Regions from separate parts of the Sus scrofa genome. Here region 1 is linked to region 2. The links are chromatin contacts, called in public Hi-C maps. All regions are on one chromosome and are shown on one strand. The core of a region is the stretch at or near the end of the contact, and the rest is flanking DNA. Distances in the headings are between cores, read along the strand shown. Region 1 overlaps OSR1 (protein odd-skipped-related 1). Region 2 has its middle 40 kb from the start of OSR1.

What was found. Hi-C and Micro-C count contacts between places; a contact is called where the count stands out from the background.
Region 1: a Hi-C map of heart right ventricle shows a contact between it and region 2, with 9 times the contacts expected there. The contact joins two enhancer-like sites. A contact is called at or near these places in 2 of 47 Hi-C or Micro-C datasets (epiblast stem cells and heart right ventricle).

The regions. Positions count from the first base shown.
Region 1 is chr3:118,445,787-118,448,486 of Sscrofa11.1, forward strand. The region is part of intron 2 of OSR1 (protein odd-skipped-related 1); the gene reads left to right. Among named protein-coding and RNA genes, the nearest start is that of OSR1, 79 kb to the left of the region's middle. Within about 2 kb of position 1,340, at least 16 of the 83 cell types and tissues checked have an H3K27ac peak or open chromatin away from gene starts, as enhancers often do.
Region 2 is chr3:118,327,242-118,329,978 of Sscrofa11.1, forward strand. No RefSeq gene overlaps it. Among named protein-coding and RNA genes, the nearest start is that of OSR1, 40 kb to the right of the region's middle. Within about 2 kb of position 1,325, at least 6 of the 83 cell types and tissues checked have an H3K27ac peak or open chromatin away from gene starts, as enhancers often do.

The DNA of each region.
Region 1 (2,700 bases), core at 90-2,589, 120 kb after region 2:
CCTCCTTCCAGCCCTCCTCGTGCCCTGCTTCCCTCTCTGTCACCAGGTGCCTGGCACTGCTGACTTCTCCCTGCCAGGCAGGAGACCTCAAGGCTGCCCTCCCTCCCTCCTCTGCTCGGCCTGGGAGGGCATCGTTTGGATCCATGGATGAATCCTTTCCTATCAGGACCATGTGTCAGGATCTTCCTGGGCTTTCCCAGAGGCCTTCTGAACTGAGTGCCCCCGGGTAGCGATTAATGAGCATGGGCTTTGGCTTGGATGGGGAGCTCTTCGAGTATCCCTTAAAATTTCCTTCTGTCTCATCCATTTATTCATCCAACGCTGTTTGAATTTCTATCTCAGGCCAGGCATTAAGAATACAGGTGGAGTTCCCCTTGTGGGTCAGCAGGTTAAGAACTTGATGAGTATCCATGAAGATGCAGGTTCGATCCCTGACCCTGCTCAGTGGGTTAAGGATCCAGCATTGCTATGAGCTGTGGTGTAGGTCACAGATGCATATCGGATCTGGCGCTGCTGGGCCTGTGGTGCAGGCTGGCAGCTGCAGCTCTGATTTGACCCCTAGCCTGGGAACTTCCATGTGCTGCAGGTACGGCCCTTAAAAAAAAAAAAGGGGGGGAATACAGGGATTAAAAAAAAAAACAAAAACCAACAACAACAAAAAACCAGTTCATACCCTCAAGGTGCTTATATTCTAGTAGGGTAGAGGGCCAGTAAACAGATAATTTTAAGACCATGTCATAAACATTATCCAGGAGGCTTTAGGAGCACAGAAGGATAACCTGTAACCCAGTCTTGGTGGGTTCACAAGTGATTCCCTATAGAAGTTACAGCTGAGGCTGGTAGTGAATTTCTCAGCCTTGGGCGGGAGGGCTCCTCCTCAAGTGCTGGAGAGAACCAGCCGGGTGGACCGGAACTCCGGGGGTGGACCAGGGCCCCCGGCTTGAGTTCGGGGGAAACAGGAGGGAGGGAATGAGGAAGCAGGAAGGGGAGGTGGATGCTGGGCTAAGTGCAGTTGCTGGCACTGGGGCCAGGGTCAGAAGGGGACAAGTGGCCTGCTGACTGGGCACTGAGCCTGTGCGCCTCCGCCCAGGCGCCTGGCCATCCTTCCTTCGCCCCAGGACGAGGCTGGGCTTCCAGAGGGGCCTAAGTGACCCGAGCTGGAACCAGAGGGCTGTGCGGCCTGGTGCCATCAGCCTGGGCTTTGTCATCGGCTCCGTGGCAGGGTCACATGGCAGAACGGCTTGTCCTGCCTCAGCAGGCACAGAACAGGGTGGTGGTGGTGTGAGCAGCTGACCTGCCTGCCCAGCTGCTCTCCACTCCCCTCCCTGGATCTGACCAAATGAGAGCAAACACAGCTGACTTTTAGACCAGCCTCGTGGGGCCTTGGTCTTGACCTGCCGAGGGCATTCCTGGGCCCTCTCCGCCACTCTCTTTAGCCAGACTGCTGTGTTTGTGCAAAAAGAGGCTGAGGTCATTGAAGATCCGGTGTGGTTACCCTGACTTCGTCTCTGGGGAATGTTCTGGAGGCACCGAGCCAGTGTGCTGTGTATCCCCTCAAGGCTCCATAGATGTCCAGGAGCTGCGGACCTTCAGGGCTTAGAAGCATCCCAGCCGACTCCCTTCCTGAAGGATCTGAACAGGGACAACGCCGGGAATCGCAGCTAGAATCCCTTGGGGGCGCCCTTTCAAATTCCACCCCTTAGTGACTCAGGTCAGCTCCTCCGGGTGTGTGCGCCTGCGTCAGGGCATAAAGACTGCACCTGACCAGGCTGTGCTGGAGCAGACACGTGGCTGGAAACCCTGGCGTCCGCATGCCCTGTCTCCCAGCCCCGCCTGGATTTCCTGCCACGCCTGGTATCCATTCTCGTGCTAAGAGAGCTCAATCTTTAGAGGGGGCACCTGCCTCCCATTAATTAATTTTTAGGGCTGCACCTGAGACATATGGAAGTTCCCAGGCAAGGGGGTCAAATCAGAGCTGCAACTGCCAGCTTATGTCACAGCCACAGCCACACCAGATGTGAGCCTCAGAGGGGGGAGCATACGCTTTGGCGTCAACCCCGGATTTTTCTCTCCCTTCTGCAGGTACACCCTTGTCAGTACACTCAGCACTCAGGGAATCATCTTCCCCATCTGAGAGGTGGAGATAACGATGTCCTGGGGATTCCAAGGAGTGAAAGAGCTTATCCTAAGGCCTGGCTCATCACTCAGTTTCTGTTCCTTTCCTTGGTCCTCGTGGGGCTCCAGAGAACCAGGCAGCTTCGCCGTCTGTGAGGTTGGGCTTCGGATGTGTAAAATCAGCTCTCATGTCCCCTCTGTTTCTTTACAACATGCGGAAGTGTCACCCGCTTTTATTAAACACACAGACTAAGCCGAGCAGGTGTGTGTGTCTGCTCCGGCTGCCATAGAAAACTACCTCCGACTGGGTGGCTTAAGCGATAGAAATTTATTTTCTCACGGTTCCAGATGCTAACGTCCAAGAGGAGGGTGTGGGCAGGCTGGGTTTCTTCTGGCCCTCTCTCCCTGGCTCATAGATGGCCATGTCCTCTCTACACCTTCACGTGGCTTCCCTCTGTACTATCTGTCCTAATTTCATTTCCTCCCCAGGACACCAGATCCCCAGGATCTCACTGGAAACGAATTACCTCTTCAAAACCCTGTCTCTATTTACAGTCACCTACAAAGGCACTCGTAGTTAAGATT
Region 2 (2,737 bases), core at 75-2,574:
TCTTCCCTTTTTTTTTTTTTTTCCTTTTTTTTTCAGGGTCACACGTGAGACATATGGAAGTTCCCAGGCTAGGGGTCAAATAGGAGCTATAGCTGCTGGCCTACACCACAGCCATAGCAACGCGGCATCCAAGCCGAATCTGCAGCCTACACTGCAGTTCCTGGCAGCGCTGGATGCTTAACCCACTGAGCAAGGCCAGGGATTGAACCCACTTCCTCATGCATCCTAATCAGGTTTGTTACCACTGAGCCACCGCAGGAACTCACATGGCTCTTTCTTATCTCAGTTCTCAATGTGAGCAGAGGGCACAGTGACAGTGTTCAATTCAGGAAAACTTAAGGGGAGTTGATGGAGAAGGTGAGAGTCAAGCAAAGCAACCTAGATAGCAGCTCTTGATCGCCTGGCCTAAGCCACTGTGAACACTCTCTAGCCTGAGTGCCTATCCTGTAGTCAGTCCTTCAGGAAACATTTCTCTTGTCTTGAGGCCTCTTTGAGTAAAAATCATATAGGAGGGATATTAGTTATATTTTCTGGCGAGGTCCTAGAGCAGCGTCAGATCTGGCTCTTAGCCTCCAGAAGCTTCCACTCTATCAATGGAGCAAGAATTATCAACAAAGTACCATAGCATAGGATGAGTTAAACGCGGGCCCCCAGCAAGAGTGGCAGCTCTCCTAAGTGATGGCTGAATCAGGTCCCAGGAAGGATATAGTTGGTCGCAGGGGCCTGTACCTTGGCCGTAGTGTCTGGCTGGCTGGGATCAGTGTCTCTGAATAGCCTCATATCCAAGGGCCATGGGAGAGGCCTGGAGGAAGGACATGCTGGGTGAAGTCAAGCCACAGTGTCCACCAGCTGGCTGTGCCCAGGCAGCCCTGGTGCTCCCAGTGAGCTCAGCGAGAGGAACCCCAGCCAGGGCTGGACGAAGCCTGTGAACTGATGACCCAAAGGCTGGAATGTTTGCAAGAGTCTATTTTTGTTTCAGATAAAACTGGAAATGGGGCCACTTGGGGAGCCAACCTCCCAGAGATTAATAGTGAAGGAGTGAGCTGAGGCTCACCGGGGAAGTATGTGGCGCTCTGAGCTCACCGATATATTTCCTTGCAAAACAAGGCTCGCCACGGACGACGGGAAAGAAGGAAAAACCTAGCCTGGGCCGAGGCAGGATCTGTAGAAACCAGACCCCTTCCATCCCTCTGTCTGCGTTTGTCCATCCTTCACAGAGCACCCGGCTGGTGTCCCATCTGCTCCTGGTGAGGAGGGTGGGGCAGCGGAAGGAAGAGGCCCTGCTCTCCAGTCCAGAGAAAACGTACCAGCAGAACACAATTGAGGAAAGTGTCCAGCCCTTTTCAGAAGTGGCTTAGAGTTCAAGGTCCTAGGGTTTCCTTGGGTCGTTAACCCACCAGTTAATGAAAAACCATGTTTCCCCCTCAGAAGCCTTTTCTTGGTCAATCCAAGAGCAGTTGATGGTGAGATTCAGGTGCTCGGCCCTGGGCTCAGTTTGGGCCGTCAGGGTGTGTGGGGATGGGAGAATTAGAGCTGTGATCCTGGAAGCAGAAACCCAGGCACTGTTAAATGGCCAGAGGACTGCCTGCTCTCCATCATGACCCAAACCAGGACATCGCCAGACCCGGCTGAGAGCTTCCCAGCTGATAAGTGGAGATCTGACTCCAGACTTCCCCACACCTGTGAGGGGCAATGCCTGCACCCTCTATCTCAGAGTCTAGGAATCGGGATGGTGGCGGATGTCCCTTCCAGATCAGCCATTCCCTCCCCAGCTCCCTTTCCTTCTTCCTTCCCTGTGGCTCCTCGGTCCTACACCTACCACCTGTCAAGCGACCTTGAAGCTTAGAGGTTTCAAGCAAAGAGGCCCGGACTTGGCTGGGAGATCTGGCGCCCCCTGCTGTGAATGCCGTGAATGCCAGGTCTGCCTTTCCCTCCAACAGCGGCCGGCTGGGCTCCGGATGTCTTTGGCTGATGGCCACATGGCTGTCTGTGTCGTGCTCACGCTCTTCTCCCTGAGCCTGTCCGAGAATCAGGACATCAGGAGACTCGGCTCTCAGTGGGACCTGGTAGCCCGAGGAACAGTATCTGCGGAGCGGGTCAGGGACTTGGCAGGGCGGGGAAGCGAGGGAGCCCCATGGGGAACGCCTCGCTGCACGAGTCCCTTCTGACTGCAACGGAGTGTGAGCTTGAAGTGTTTACTTTTCAGGAAGTAGGCAGTTTCGATCCTCAAAACCAGGACCAGTGTGAGAAGAGAGAGGTGTTTAGATTCTTACCCAGAGGTGCTTTTAGCCTGCGCGTACCTGTCCCTTTGTGGTGACTCACTGAGAAATAAACAGCAGGACACCCCTCCAGCCCTGCGCGCGTGTGCCCCCCCCCCATTTTTTTCAAGGCACTAATTGTGGTATCAACTTGGTATTAAGTGAGGTTGGTGCTTTGTCATCTTAAGTGGGTTTCCTGTATGTCACATCTCCTCTCGAGGAAATCAGACTGTATCTACTTAAAATTCTGCTTTGCACGTTCAAGTGTCTGTTGGAACAATGTTTACGCCATGGACAGAGGAGCTAGGATCAGCCACCAGGCTGTAAGCTCCTAACTCTTCTTGCAGTGACCATTCGCCCTTGCATTTCACAAACCCTGTGTGATCTCAGGCCGAATGGGGCTGGGCAGTAGACTGCAAAGATGAAATAGAGGCGATTCTGCCTTTGAGGTGCTCAGAGGCCCACAGTGGGTGAAATGT